Linked DNA regions of Mus musculus: region 2 is linked to region 1. A link is a contact called in public Micro-C data. All regions are on one chromosome and are shown on one strand. Each heading gives the region's core, a stretch centred on a gene start, on an enhancer-like site or on the middle of the called end of the contact. The rest is flanking DNA. Distances are from core to core; before and after follow the strand shown. Region 1 has its middle 14 kb from the start of Gm24670. Region 2 has its middle 27 kb from the start of Gm24670.

What was found. Hi-C and Micro-C count contacts between places; a contact is called where the count stands out from the background.
Region 2: a Micro-C map of the HL-1 cell line shows a contact between it and region 1, with 2.4 times the contacts expected there. The contact joins two enhancer-like sites. A contact is called at or near these places in 2 of 39 promoter capture datasets (liver and stem cell-derived epiblast-like cells), 2 of 15 datasets of contacts at CTCF or cohesin (large pre-B cells and pro-B cells), 41 of 484 Hi-C or Micro-C datasets (the AML12 cell line, B cells, the C10 cell line and 25 more) and 5 of 115 datasets of contacts at active chromatin or transcription factors (the NIH/3T3 cell line, astrocytes, bone marrow-derived macrophages and 2 more).

What each region holds. Positions count from the first base shown.
Region 1 is chr2:19,673,870-19,681,338 of GRCm38.p6, reverse strand. It overlaps the pseudogene Gm13347. Among named protein-coding and RNA genes, the nearest start is that of Gm24670, 14 kb to the left of the region's middle. Within about 2 kb of position 4,103, at least 3 of the 459 cell types and tissues checked have an H3K27ac peak or open chromatin away from gene starts, as enhancers often do. A contact at or near this core is called in the HL-1 cell line, where this site is marked.
Region 2 is chr2:19,714,100-19,721,568 of GRCm38.p6, reverse strand. No RefSeq gene overlaps it. Among named protein-coding and RNA genes, the nearest start is that of Gm24670, 27 kb to the right of the region's middle. Within about 2 kb of position 4,963, at least 28 of the 459 cell types and tissues checked have an H3K27ac peak or open chromatin away from gene starts, as enhancers often do. A contact at or near this core is called in the HL-1 cell line, where this site is marked.

The DNA.
Region 1 (7,469 bases), core at 2,854-5,353:
TGGCTCAGTGGGGAAAGTGCTTGCTGTTCCAGCAGGAAGAACTGATTTCAAATCCCAGCACTTATCAAAGCAAAGTGTAACATTGACCTTCACACAAATGTATAATTTCACTCCCACATGAACCTATACAAACAAAAATTAAATAAAAAGTTAAATAAAAAAATTAATGGTCAGGTCCTTGGGTTTTATATATATATATATATATATATATATAGCATTTCTAGATAACTTATAACACCCAATGTAATATAAATTTTATTTAACCAGTTGTAGCCTGGCTGGTTTAGAGAATTATGACAAGGAAATGGATCTTCATAGTCTAGTAATGCAATTTCATTTTTACAATTTATTTTGTGTATGAATACTTTGCGTGTATATATTTATGTATACCAAATGCATGCATGGTGTCAACAGAGTGCAGGAGAAGGAATTAGCTCCCCTGGAACTAGGGGTTAGGGATGCAGGGATGTCTGTGAGTCACTAGGTGGGTGCTAAGAATTCCCGAGTCCTCTGAGAGAGCAACGAGTACTCCTAACCACTGAGCTCTCTTTCTATTCTCCACAGGTTGACTTTAACATTTTTAGCTAGTTGAATATTTAGATGTGAAACCTGCCAACATGGAGAGAGAACTGTATTTCAAACCAAAAGAAAACCACCCCAGCCTGAAAGGAGAAAATATGTACTTTTGCAAGTTGTTTTTCACTTAACAAAAACCCCCTTTCAAGTAGCAATACATTTTAGCTTGCTTCTAGATTCTGGATAGATGGATCTAGAGAGCTGTAGTGACAATTTTGGAATTTTAGTCTCTTTTAAAAAACACAGAAATGAGCCAGGCATGGTGGTACACGCCTTTAATCCCAGCACTCAGGAGGCAGAGACAGGCAGATTCCTGAGTTCGAGGCCAGCCTGGTCTACAGAGTGAGTTCTAGGACAGCCAGGGCTATACAGAGAAATCCTGTCTCGAAAAACAAAAACAAACAACAACAACAAAAAAAAACAAAAAAAAAAAGAAATATTATAAGAATATGTTTCCATTTTAATCCCAGGTGTGGAGTACAGGGCTGCTTCAGAGTGTGCACAGCATCTGATATGAGTTGCCTTGTGCAGAGGCATGGTTTTGCCTCACACACAGGTATTTTCTGCAACTGTGTGACATTTGGAATTCTGGGGACGTTTTAGAAGGTATATTAATGATAGAGCCCTGAGAGGTGGGTGGGCTGTTGGTTGGTTGGTTGTTGGTTGGTTGGTTGCTGCTGATCAGTTTTTTAAGAAGTTAAGAAGAAGTTGGACAAAAGAAGAAATTAGATAGGCTGGTGGAGAAGATCAAACTTGCCCCAAGGAACTTGACGCCCCTAATAAGCAGGAATCAACCTAAAAGTAATGTCACCCCCTTTCCCCTCTATCTTTTTTCTCTCCTATCTATAGTTATGGGCATGAAGGGAGGAAAAAGAAAAAAGGAACCCACAAAGTATCAGAAGACCAGCTACAGAGAGCTAAGGAAAATCATCTCTCCAGAACTTGCTAGTTACCACAGTTCACTACGGAGTTTGGATCCACAAGGTCACTCTTGAATCTTAGGCCTAACTGGAGCTCACCTGTGGCAGAAGGAGCCAGTGTAGAGCCTCCAGAGCTCTCTCCTGAGGGATGGATGGGTGACATGATGCAGTCTCACTGCAGAAGAAGTGCCATCATTGGACTTCAGTGGAATCAGATGAGGCTATGTATGGCCAGGATCACCATCAAGCAAGAACCAAAGTCTAAACCTCAGGCAGGACCAACCAATTCGGGCAAGAATGTAGACTGCATAAGAATATATACTGCATACAGCTGGGCCTAGAAAGGGGCCACTGCCAAGAAGCAAAACTCTCTCGGGAATTTCTCTTCCTCCTTCATCTCAGTTCCTTGGCATATTTATTTTATCACTCTGAGAACCAGCTACATTTTCTGCTCCTCTGGGACTCTGTGGAATAAATTACACATATGATATTTTAAATTTAGATGTTAGCACCCCTGACTCCGAATGTACTAATCTTGCATGGGCTGAATGACTACCCAGGTGCAGGGAGCCGTCGGCATCAGGGGTAAGGCTTCCCCTTGATGGCATGAGAGAGTGGCAGAAAGCAGGAAAAGCATGGCAGAACTGAGAAACCCTTTAGACCAGGGGTCCTCAGCCTTCCTAATGCTACCACCCTTTGATGCAGTTCCTTGTGTTGTGGTGACTGCCAACCATCAAATTATTTTTGGTGCTACACCATAACAGTAATTTTGCCACTTTTTTCCTGTAAACACCTTTTATTCAGTTAGCCACACTAGCAGGCAATTTTTCCACACCAGAAAGGAGTCATGACTTGATTTTTCCTGCTTCCAAAATGTTTATCAAATCCTGTGTCTCCCAACAAATGAAACATCCATTGTCTGTGAGACTCGCTCTGGGGAATGGAGGTGAGTCTCCAGTCTGTATGCACCATGAGCAGGAATGTCAGTCTTTCCTCCTCTTCTTTACATATCTATTCCTCCTAAAGTATCATTCCAGAAAACTGGGAATGAACGACTACAAGGTCAAGGGAGGAAAGGAGGTTGGGACGCACACACCATGAACACAAACGAAATGAAAATTGTACAAAAGCAGTTTATAGTGGACTACTCTGAGACACCAAAGGCTGGTTGAAGGAATTAGCCATTTTGCAGGAGCCGGGGCTGTGTGCTGTGTGTAGATCTGAGCCAAGCAATTCACACTGACTTGGGGTTATAATCCCCCTGCCCATGCCTAAGTCTGGTTTCTGCATCATGCCTCCACAGGGGCCTCTCATCCCACCACTCGGCACACCATGGGGGGCTTTAGGTCCCGAAGGCAGTTATCCCTGCAGTCGCCTTTTGTAGGAGCTCAAGACTTCTTCTCTTCCACATTCATGCACGCAGCGCTTCGGAACATGATGGGCCTATTATTAAAGACCTTCTGAACAGGTTCAGAGCCATCAAACAACAAAACCGCAATTGGGTAACTTCCCTCCACTGTTGATGTGCAGCTCCATCACGTTCCCATATTTTTGGAAAAAATCCTTCAGTTCCACATGTCAACCTCATGAGCTGTCAGGGTGCCTCACCATCCTTCAAAGTTCCACATCTCCTGGTTTACCAGCCTCACAAATTGATCAGGGTCCTCTCTGAGGAGGGATATTGATCCATTGTTCTCGAACTCTCTGATCTCTCTGAGGCCTTTGTGGTGGGATCTGAGAGTCAGGTTTAGATTCTGGACGGGGCTGTAATACTGGCACTTTGACCACATGAGGTGGTGTCCCTGTCACTGGAACAGCCCCACTGGGAGGTAGTTCTTACTAGTCACAGATGCCAAAAATAAAATGCCCTCACGTCCTCCTGTGCTGGGACCATGTCTGCCAGGGCCTAAGAAGCGCTGTTCTGCGCATCCTCAGGAGCAGCTTCTTCCAATGCAGCCTCAGGTTTGTCCTCTTCAATGTCGGTCGGGCACAAGTTCTGGCTCCGTCTCTGGTTCCAGTTCCACAGCAGGGTCCTCTAAATGTTCCTCCAAGTCATTACTGACAGTCTGATCATAGAAAGTTCAGGAATCAGGCACCACCTCTGGTGTCTTCTGTCTTTCTTTGGGTTCCTCTACGTCTTCCTCGGATTCCTCTTGAGGATCTGTGACAAAGCCACTGAAGAGCTCATCTTGTTATTTGAAGTTGTCGTTGTGAACATAGAATTTGTTGGCAACAGAGCCCTCAGGAGCAAGGACAAAGGTTTGTGTGAACCTCCGCAGAGCCTGGTTGTTGTTGGACAGTAGCCCCATCACTTGGACCACCACCCGGTCATTCAGAGTTGCTTGAGCATCCATATGGTGGATCTTGGTGTGGCAGTTTGGTGATGTTTTGTGACATCACTTTCCTATGGATTTCCTTCTGCCCGTAGATGGCACCTGCTGGCTTCCCATTGGAATCAAAGCCCCCATGGGTATAGGAAGAGTTATTTCAATAAAATCTGTGTAGCATGTCCATGGCCTGGTTCAGCAGGGTATAGTACTATCACACAAACTCCCTCCCAACCAGCATGTGACTAGGCATCTCCATAACCATTGCTTTGGTGGAATCAACCTATGTGGCTGAGTCAGAGGAGAAGGTTGCTGTGTGGGAGGAGGTGGTGGCATCCCTACTATTATGAATTGTAATGTAAATATTTTTGAAACTGGATGTTTACCAAAGAGGTCATGACACACTGGTTGAGAATTACTGTTTTAGACCAATTTAAATGATGAAGAAACCAAAGTTCAGGAGATCCTGGTTGATTCCTAGTAGAAAAAAACATGGCAACCCAGTACTGAGTCCAAGGCTCTTCAGGTCTCAGCACAAAAGTCACACAATGGATGCGCAATGCCCGCCACAGGTCCCTGGGAACTCTTGGTCCCCAGCTGGAGGCACTCTTTTGAAAGGCTGACTGGTTAGCCTTATAGGTTAAATAAAGCATGGCTCTGGTTCCCACCCCAGCTGTAAACCCCACATCCCCATCTTATCTTTCCATGGCCCTGGTCTCCTCCTCAGCTGTAAGCTCTCCCCACCCCTATGCAACTCCTCTAAAGCTTCCAGGCAAAATAAACGCTTCTTTAAGTTGCTTCTTTCAAGAACTCTGTCAGAGCTGTGAGAAAAGTAATATACTTGAGCAACAAAAGAAGATACTTGTATTTATTGGTATTTTTAATTCTACAAAAAAAGCTCAAAGCTATATCTTAAGCCAAGTATGCTGCACCAAGAAAGGTCACTCCCTTATTCTAAAACTGAGTTCTTTAGTCTGTGGTCATCTTTATCATTCCTAATTTGCATCCCTCTTCCTGTTAAGACCTGTCTGTAACATAGCCTCGTTCTACAGGGAAAAGCTTCTCCAGGGTCAGTTTCTCAATCACCAGCTCTCAGGTACTTAATGAGTTGCTATCACTAGAAAACAAACAAAAACCAAAAACAATTTTGCAGGGAATGAGCAAGCTATTCTAGACCTTTTTCTCTATCTCCATTTATGATTTAAGTACCTCCATATCCAAGCCTACTTTATGATATGCACATCAGAAGCTTGAATCTCACCATACTTAACTGTAGACAGATCAAGACTTGCCTCCTACCACACACAATGTCTCAGTTATCTCATTTAAAGTAGTTCACACTGGTACATGAATTAATGTCTTTTTTTTCTTTTTTTCTTTTATTGGATATTTTATTTATATTTCTAATGTTATCCCCTTTCCTGGTTTCCCCTCCAAAAAAAAACCCTCCCCCTTATTCCCTCCCTGTTCCCCCTGCTCACTAACCCACCCACTCCTGCCTCCTGGCCTTGGCATTCCCCAACACTGGGGCATAGAGCCTTCATAGGACAAAGAGTCTCTCCTCCCATTGATGTCCTACTCGGCCATCCTCTGTTGCATATGCAGCTGGAGCCATAAGTACCAACATATGTGCTCTTTGGTTGGTGGTTTAGTCCCTGGGAGCTCTGGGGGTCCTGGCTAGTTCATATTGTTGTTCTTCTTATGGGGTTGCAAACCCCTTTAGCTCTTTAGGTCCTTTCTCTAGCTCCTTCATTGGGAACCCTATGCTCAGTCCAATTGATGACTATGAGCATCCACTTCTGTATTAGTCAGGCACTGGCAGAGTCTCTCAGGAGAGAACTATATCAGGCTCCTGTCAACAAGCACTTATTGACATCTACAACAGTGTCTGGGTTTGGTGATTGTATATGAGATAGATCCCCAGGTGAGTCAGTCTCTGGATGGTCTTTCCTTCAGTCTCTACTCCACACTATGTCTCTGTAACTCCTTCCATGGGTGTTTTGTTCCCCATTTCTAAGATGGATCAAAGTATCCACACTTTGGTCTTCCTTCATCTTGAGTTTCATGTGGCTTGTGAATTGTATCTTGGGTATTCTAATCTCCTGGGCTTCTGGGCTTCTGGGATAATATCCACTTATCAGTGAGTGCATATCATGTGTATTCTTTTGTGATTGGGTTACCTCACTCAGAATGATATCCTCCAGATCCATCTATTTGCCAACGAATTTCATAAATTCATTGTTTTTAATAACTGAGTAGTACTCCATTGTATAAATGTACCACATTTTCTGTATACATTCCTCTGTTGAGGGACATCTGGATTCTTTCCAGCTTCTGGCTGCTATGAACATAGTGGAGCATTTGTCCTTATTACATGTTGGAGCATCTTCTGGGTATATGCCCAGGAGTGGTATAGCTGGGTCCTCAGGTAGTACTATGTCCAATTTTCTAAGGAACCACCAAACTGATTTCCAGAGTAGTTGTACCAGCTTGCAATCCCACCAACAATGGAGGAGTGTTCCTCTTTCTCCACATCCTTGCCAGCATCTGCTGTCACCTGAATTTTTGATCTTAGCCATTCTGACTGGTGCAAGGTAGAATCTCAGGGTTGTTTTGATTTCCATTTCCCTGATGACTAAGGATATTGAAGATTTTTTTTAAGGTGCTTCTCAGCTATTCGGTGTTCCTCAGTTGAGAATTCTTTGTTTAGCTCTGTACCTCATTTTTAATAGAGTTATTTGTTTCTCTGGAGTCTGACTTCTTGAGTTCTTTATATATATTGGATATTAGCCCCTTATCAGATTTAGGATTGGTGAATATCTTTTCCCAATCTGTTGGTTGCCTTTTTGTCTTATTGACAGTGTCCTTTGCCTTACAGACGCTTTGTAATTTTATGAGGTCCCATTTGTTGATTCTTGATCTCAACACTAAAAGAACCTCTGGTGGAATCACCATCCCTGACCTCAAGCTGTACTACAGAGCAACTGTGAAAAAAAAAAACTGCATGGCATTGGTATGACAGGCAGGTAGATTAATGGAATAGAATTAAAGACCCAGAAATGAACCCACACACCTATGGTCACTTGATCTTTGACAAAGGAACTAAAACCATCCAGTGGAAAAAAGACAGCATTTTCAACAAATGGTGCTGGCTCAACAGGCAGTTAGCATGTAAAGGAAGGCAAGTTGATCCATTCCTATCTCCTTGTTCACAGCTCAAGTCCAAGTGAACCAAGGACCTTCACATAAAACCAGATACACTGAAACTTATAGAAGAGAAAATGAGGAAGAACCTTGAACATATGGGCACAGGGGAAAAATTCCTGAACAGAACACCAACGGCTTGTGATGTAAGATCAAGAATCAACAAATGGTACCTCAAAAAAATTGCAAAAAATTAAAGTCTTTTATTACTGTGCCATAGCATTAAGAACAACATCGAACTAAAATTTGGGATGTGGGGCTTTTGAGAACCTGTAATGTTATTTTTATGCTATAGCTGTTATGTCACAGTTTAAAATGAAAAACAGCAATTCCCACTACAGCCCTCTCATTCCCTAAGCGTAAGCCCACTCCTGTACCCTTTACTCTGGTATTTTGTTACACATCTAACTGATGTGCATATCTTTTGTTATGTTATAGTTAT
Region 2 (7,469 bases), core at 3,714-6,213, 39 kb before region 1:
GTGAGTTTAGACTACTCCCAGGCTTCAATTCATATTCTCTCTCTCTCTCTCTCTCTCTCTCTCTCTCTCTCTCTCTCTCTCTCTCTTTCTCTCTCTGTCTGTCTCTCTCCTCCCTCTCTCACTACCACTTCCACTCCCTCCCCTGCCCCTCCTTCTCCAACTCTCTCTCCCTCCCCCCATCATGTCTTTCTCTGTGTGTCTCTCTCTCCCTGACTCTCCTCTGCCCCACCAGTGTGTGTGTGTGTGTGTGTGTGTGTGTGTGTGTGTGTGTGTGTACATGGAGATCAAAGGACAGCCAGAAGTCTTATTCTGCAGACACTGTCTACGTTGTCTTGTGAGACAGGGTCTCTCACTGGCATCTGTGGCTTGTCTCTACTTCCCTAACAGTGCCAAAATGCCTGGCTTTCTCAGTGGATGCAAGGAATCCAACTCAGGTCCACATGCTAATTTAGACAGTACTTTGAGGGACAGCTGAGCCATCTCCCTAATCCCAGACTCAAATCACTCTTCATTCGTTCCCTTTTCTTGATCCCAGTTTTAATGACTTCCCATGCTGGGTATTGAACCCAGCTCTTTGTCCATGCCTCTTCCTCCCAAAAGCTGAGATTATAGGCACACACCACCATGCCTGCCTTGTTGACTCTGCTTTTAAAAAAATGTATAGAATTCTACTCTCCCATGACCTGTGACTCTACTTCATGATGTGTTTGTTATCTCTTAATTGCCATTTCCACTTTGCCTCCCACATCCTTGCTTGCTATAGAAGAAACAAACGATGCCATCTAAAATGGTTGCATTATGTCCCACATTTGCTTAGACCCTCAAGGTTGAATTGAACATCTGGTCTGGCCCCCATGACCCTGCCCTACACCCTCTAATTCTTTGTCGGACTCCTTTTTGTCTGTTGGGTTAACCAAGCACACTCCTATTTCAGGGTCTCTGTTTTTCTTTTTTTCTGTTGCTTAAACACACCCTCCTCCTGACAGCTGTGTGTACTGCTGTCTCATCTCACACAAGGCCTTGCTTGAATATCATCTTTTCAAAAGAGCTTTCCCTGAGTACCCATCCCCTTCGGCAAAACAATCCATTTCCACACTGGTAATTTACACAGCAATTTATTCTCAGCTGTTATGGTCCAGAAGTGGGAACGTCAGCCTAGAAGGCTTTTGAGCCCCATATATGGTTGAAGTGAAATGGAGGCCCAAGCTGGAGTCATCTGTAGTCTGCTTCATTCAGATGCCTGGCATCTCCCCCAGACACTAAATGGGGCTTGTTTACAATCAGGTGATATCAAGGTGGTCAAATATCCTGCATGGTGGCCACTGCCTGCACAGCCAATGTTGCATTCTGAGAATCAGTCCTGCAGCTCTAGCGGGAGCTCCTAGTCCTGTGAAATAAGTCATGTGTCATTTCTGTTCCAATAAGTTGACCTCAGGAGACATAGAACCTCGTTCTCCAAAACCAAGAGATTGAAAAGAGAAATTGAACGCATTTGATCAAAGAAGTATGGGGGAAATGTCCTGCCATGTGCAAGCCAGTCTCCTACATGGTTTGACTGATCCGTCTAGTGCTCCACATCCAGTTCCTCACAAACCTCCACTGCCCTGTGAAGGCAAAAACTATCGAGGCAAAGAAAGACATGTGTTCTGTGGAGCTACCTTCTCTGTGGTAAGTTGCCATGCCATAAAACCATTCAAGCCTCTCCATCCCATGTCCCCACAGAGAGGCCAGGCTTATGGCTTCCTGACAATATGTAGCACCAACTTGCCAACCTTTGAAATAAGTCCAATTTGCACATAATGAAGATTTGAGCTATTTTGTGCCTCGGCCAATGTTGCACATGTATGAAAGACTCTGAGACAAACCCATACAGCCAAGCTGAACTACAATTAATTCCTTACCCTCGGAGTCCATGTGAGATAGATAATAAATGTGTGTCGTTACAAGTTTAAGAGATATTGTCTTATGTAGCAATAATCTGCTAGCATGTCATGCTACCTAAACTATCCACTCACTATCACATTGGTCATCGTCTGATAGAGTCTGTTCACTCTCTCTCCCTAGAAAGTAAAACTCAAGAACTAAGCAATTATTCATAGTTTTCTCAATATTGATATCTATGGCAGGTATATCAAAGACTTAAGTTAGTCTTTACTGAATATGTTAACTATACCACCTATTCTTTTTATCATTAACATATGTTCATCATCTGTGACTACTTACATCAGGATTATATTTCTCCAGTGATTTAATATTCACCTTTTTAACGAATATAGATTGAGTATCTACTCAGCACGAGTGTGGTAACTGGAACGTCTTGAATGTTTACTGTGCGATGATGTCTAAGATACAACCATTCATTTCCTCTCTTGCTTCAGCCATGTGACAGCAATTTTGGGGATTCCTGGTATGACCTGTAGTGAGTCTGCATGAGAGAGATTCAAGTGGAAATGTAATGTAGGCAACTGGCAATATGGACAGAGGTCTTGGATATGAGGTCAGGGCTTTGGGAAGATGTAGATGATAATTAAAACCATCTGGAGATACTCCCCAGGAGGGAGCAGAGAGAAAGAAGAGAAAATGTCTGATGGACAGTCACTGGCACACTACCACATTCAGCCATGTCAAGGATGAGCAAGGACAAAAGAGAACAAAAAGGAACCAGTCAATAAGAAAGAAAATCAGAAGTCTGTGGAGACCTGAAGAGAACTACGCATAGCCATCTGTGTCCAGTGCTGTGGGAATATTAGGCTAATGCAAACAGGGTGAGTAGGAGAGAAACTGCCCATGGGAATCAGGCCTTGGTGAACTGGTAGGGGCGTGGGGACCAAGAGCACATTTGGAAGAAGGAAAGAAAGTTTGTGTCCTGGTAGCTTTAACAGAATGAGAATAATCGTGATGCATAAAGGAGCAGATAGATAAGGGGGTGGAGTCTGTCAGTCGGTTAGGAAGGAGAGTTATCTTCATTATCTTCATTGAAGTAGCCTTTAGTGACTTCTCCAGTGGATTGATAGCTCCATATCCACACCCAGTCATGACCAATGTGTTCCGTTAAAAATAAAACAAAAGACATGACGGAGAACAGAGACTTGTTGGGAGGTTAGTTTTAGGGGTGAGAAGGAGGTAAGGAGGTGAGGGGAGTGGCAGTGTGATCAGAATTCATTTTACCTATGTATAAAATTACCAATGGATGCATTACAATGAAAATTTTCAAGTAAAACAACAGAGAAAGAACAAGGCTAACAGGCACCAGAGACACTGGTGAGAGGGGAAAATAGACAAAGTTTTCTGTGGCCCTCCCTCTCCTCAGTAACGTGCAATGCAGAAAGCAAGAGGAGGCAGTGGATGGGAAAGGAAGTGGTATGGAAGAAGTTTCCACTGAGCTGGGAAGTAAGTAGAGCAAATGGTTATGGTGAAGGCCTAAGTTCTAAGACTTTACCCAGATCCAGAGATTTAACAAGCATAGCTGTCTCCAGCCATTTCTGGCTACCGTGGAAGATGAGTTGGACCTTTTAATAAGTGAGCTTGGCTGAGGAGGAGGAGGATATTGCAGTTGATGTGTGCATACTGGATCATAAACAGCAGAGGGAGGCAGCCTTTGAGGCTTCAGTGCTGTCAAAGACTTGCTGGAGGTAAAACCCAAGACAAGAGCAAGACTGGTAGAGAATGATGACCAGAGACCAGCATGAGACTGAGAAAGGAAAGGAATGGTCTATAGCTGAGTGCAGATGAATATATCTGGGTGACCTGAGTCTTGCATGGATACATGAATTAGGAAAAGCATTGTAGATAATGGGGTACTCAGCCCAGATCCCCAACCCAGTCCCTGCAGAACCACTCTGTAAATTGATAGTCCTGACAGCCCTGAACTGACTCCTCCAGTGACCATCTGTAGCTGTAGGAACCATCTTGCTTAATGCTTCATGGTGTAACCCTTTCTATCCTTAGCCCCAACATTGGCTTGGCACTTCAACTGCCTGTCTCCTCACCCAGCCTCCCTGGCAGCCAATCTGAAGGATCATCAAAACTTCAGGACTCCTCCCAGCACTGCAGGATCCATTGAGACTCCTACTGGAACTTCACTTGCTCTTCTCTCAAACACTAGCGACTTTGAAAGCACCTGCCAGGAAGCCACCAGGGCTTGAGTCTCCCCTCTGGACCCTAGTGCGTGAAATCAAGGATACAGCAACAGGTGAGACTGATCCCGAGACCTTCAAGGTAGTTAGTGAGCCGGAGGCTGTGTGTAGGACAGGGGAGATGAAGAGATGTTTTCTCTCTAGGATCCTTTTCATCTTCAGAATTCCCAAGCTGGACTCATGGTTAGGACTCATATGGTTCAACAAACTGATGAGAGAAGAGGAAAATTAGTCATTCTGCCAGATTGTAAACAAAAGAACCACATAGGCAGAGCAATGTAACGCATTTCTTTTTTAGTTTGTTTGCTTTTCCATGCCATTCTAGTGAAGCGCAACCCTCCCAGAAATCCCACAGGAAGCAAACTCTTCCTTCCCTGGCACTGTCCCTGAGGCTTGCTTGTCCAGTGAACCATGACTGGAAGGGCATGTGCTACTTAGAATGAGTTCTCCTCTTTAATTATTTATGTGTATGTACATGGGTGTTTGCCCACATGTATCATGCATCATGTACAGTACCCGAGGATGTCAGAAGAGGGTGTCAGATCCCCTGGAGCTGATGTTGTAGCGGTTGTGAACTATCATGTGGATACTGGGAATGACACCTTGGTCCTGTGGAAGAGCAGCCAGGATTCCTAACCACAGAGTGATCTTTCTAACTCCAAATGAGAGTTTTAGAAGCTACCACCATGGTTCCATTTTCTCTGATACCTCTTCCCTAAACCAACAACATTCCAGAGAAAGACCCGCTTGTCAGAACTGACTCCTAAAAACCATGTTATGAGTGAGCAATGACCCTTAGGAGAAAGCCACTGACGGTTTTCTATTACTCAATACTGCAGAATATCGGCACACGTGAGTCAGCCACCCGGGCACTCAAGATGGCCACTAAAGTCCAAAAAGATTCAAACCAATGGGCTGTGTGCCAAGAAAACTTAATTTTAAAAAATCAGATGATTGGGAAGCCCCTGTTATTAAGATATTTTTAAAATAGCCATTTGCTAAAAAGTCTGTTGTCAATTGCCTAAGATCACATCTTTGCTAATTTTGCTTATCAACTTCTGTGAATTTCGTTTTAAAATTGACCAAGGGTGAACTTTAATGCATTTGTTTGCTGATCCTATTTATTTAAGAAAAGTTTAAGTAGGTGAAAGGTCATATGGTGGCATGGTTTTTATTTCTTGGGGGAGGAGGGAGGCAAACTAGAAATGGCATCTGCCTAGAACGCTCAAGAGCAATTTAGATGATGAGAGAATTAGAGAGGGAAAACATCAAAGGCGGAATCGGAAAGGGACCTAGAGAACAGGAAATGCAACAAACAGAACTTGTATTCCGGAGCAATTGACTTATGGCAGCTGTTCCCAACATCAAAACCAGAGAACAAGCTTGTCCTCTACTGCCACCTTCAGGCCCTCCAGAGTCCTGACTCGCTTTGTACAGTTTGCAGTCATAAGTTTAGATTGCCCAGGTTGCAACCCCTGTGGGAGCTATTTCTACTTTTTATTTTAGCTACATCTTGCTGGAATCCACAGAAGTTTAAGAATAGCGGAACTTGTGTAAATGATCTTGACAGGTGAAAAATGAGATCAAAGAATGAGAATGCTTTAAGGAGATTTGAATGTTGGCAACGAGAAGCCCGCAAGCCGAGCTGGGGGCGGGGCTTCCTAGGACAGAGGTATTTTGGAGATGGATCACTGTTCTGTCAGCTGCCTGACAGGCTTTTGTGATTATGAGCGGGATCTGGAGGTGTAGAATGCAAATAAAATTACAGAATGGCAAATTTCTGGGTAGATCTAGAATAGGTCTGACTGAGCCTTGCATTTACCCAGCATAGCCAGTGACTTGGTGGCAATAAGATCACAGAGATATAACCTTGGCATGCATTAAACAGATCCACTCTCTCTGCATTGCACATAACTATTGAACAGTTCGTGTTCACTAAGAGCAACGTAAGCTAGAAATGTTGTTTTCATTATTGTAAATACAGCATGTTAGCAAATTAGCTCCCAAAAATATACTCAATGGATGCATGTTAAATTGAATTTCCTTTCATGTCAAAAGGCAGAATTTTCAAAGTATAAGTAACCGAGAATTTACTGACTGAAGCTCAAGAACACACCATTTTCTGGAGACAGTTGGAGAGCCTCCTGTTGGCTATGCTTCCGACCTAAAGACACCCTTCTTCACTTCAGTACACTGTTTGAATTCTTCTACTTACCAAGACTCCAATGAATCAGTCAAAGATTGGTGTTAATCACTAGGGTGGTAGGTTCCTTTAGTTACACACTGATTCCAGAATGGAGACTTTAAGTCTTCCTAAGTTGATGTGTTTGTTGCCTGGTACTGAATTCATCAATATCCTTCAATGGTATCTACTTCTGGCAGGACATCCCTGGTCCAGTAGTAGGTGACAGAGCAGCCATACTCCAGGTGTCAATTGTGATATATAACATCTAAGTTATTCAGACAATGAAAATGCCTTTGCCGTGCCTGGCAGGAACCAATTAATAAATCAAGGTGTTTTTTTTTCACATTTATCTTTATGTGTGCAGATTTCATACATACTGGTGCCATAGTGTGTGTCTGGAAGTCAGAGAGCAAGTGGTAGAAGTAGGCTGTTTTCTTCCAACATCTGGGTCCCAGAGATCAAGATTAGGTCATCAGGGTAGGCAAAATTGCCTATACTCACTGAGCCATTGTGATGGGCCCAGGAACAACTTCTTAATTGCCTCTTTAACCCAGTCACTTAGTAGACTCTAAGTGTTTTTAAATGAATTATTCATTCATTGATGGATTATGGAGTTACAGAAATTACAAATTCAATTCTAGGAAACATGGTAATGTCTCAATTCTGCTAGTCAGTTCAACCATGGGAAAAGCATGGTGTTTTCACTGGACTTGGCTGTGGGCCCTGGGACACCCTGGGCACTGTGAGAAATGTCAGAGATTCTACAGAATGCAGTGATAGGTGTCTGCCCTTCTGCCTTTGTCCTCATCTGTGTTGTTATTGCCATAACAGCATAGCCTAATGAGGTGGTTAATCTGGATTTTCAATGCAATGGGATTTATATTCATCATAGAAACAAACCTCTGAGCATGTCTGTGAGGGAGTTTCTAGATTGGATTAATTAGGGAAGACCCACCCTAAATGTGGGTGGCACCAGCCCATGGGCTGAGGTCCTGGGGTGAATAGATAAGAGAGAGGGAACCAAGCACCAGCTTTCCTCGTGCTCTGCTGTCTGACTGAAGATACAGTGTGACCCGTTGCCTCAAGTTTCTGCTGTCATGTCTTCCCTGCCAATGGTGGACTATATCACCTCAAACTGTGAACCAAAT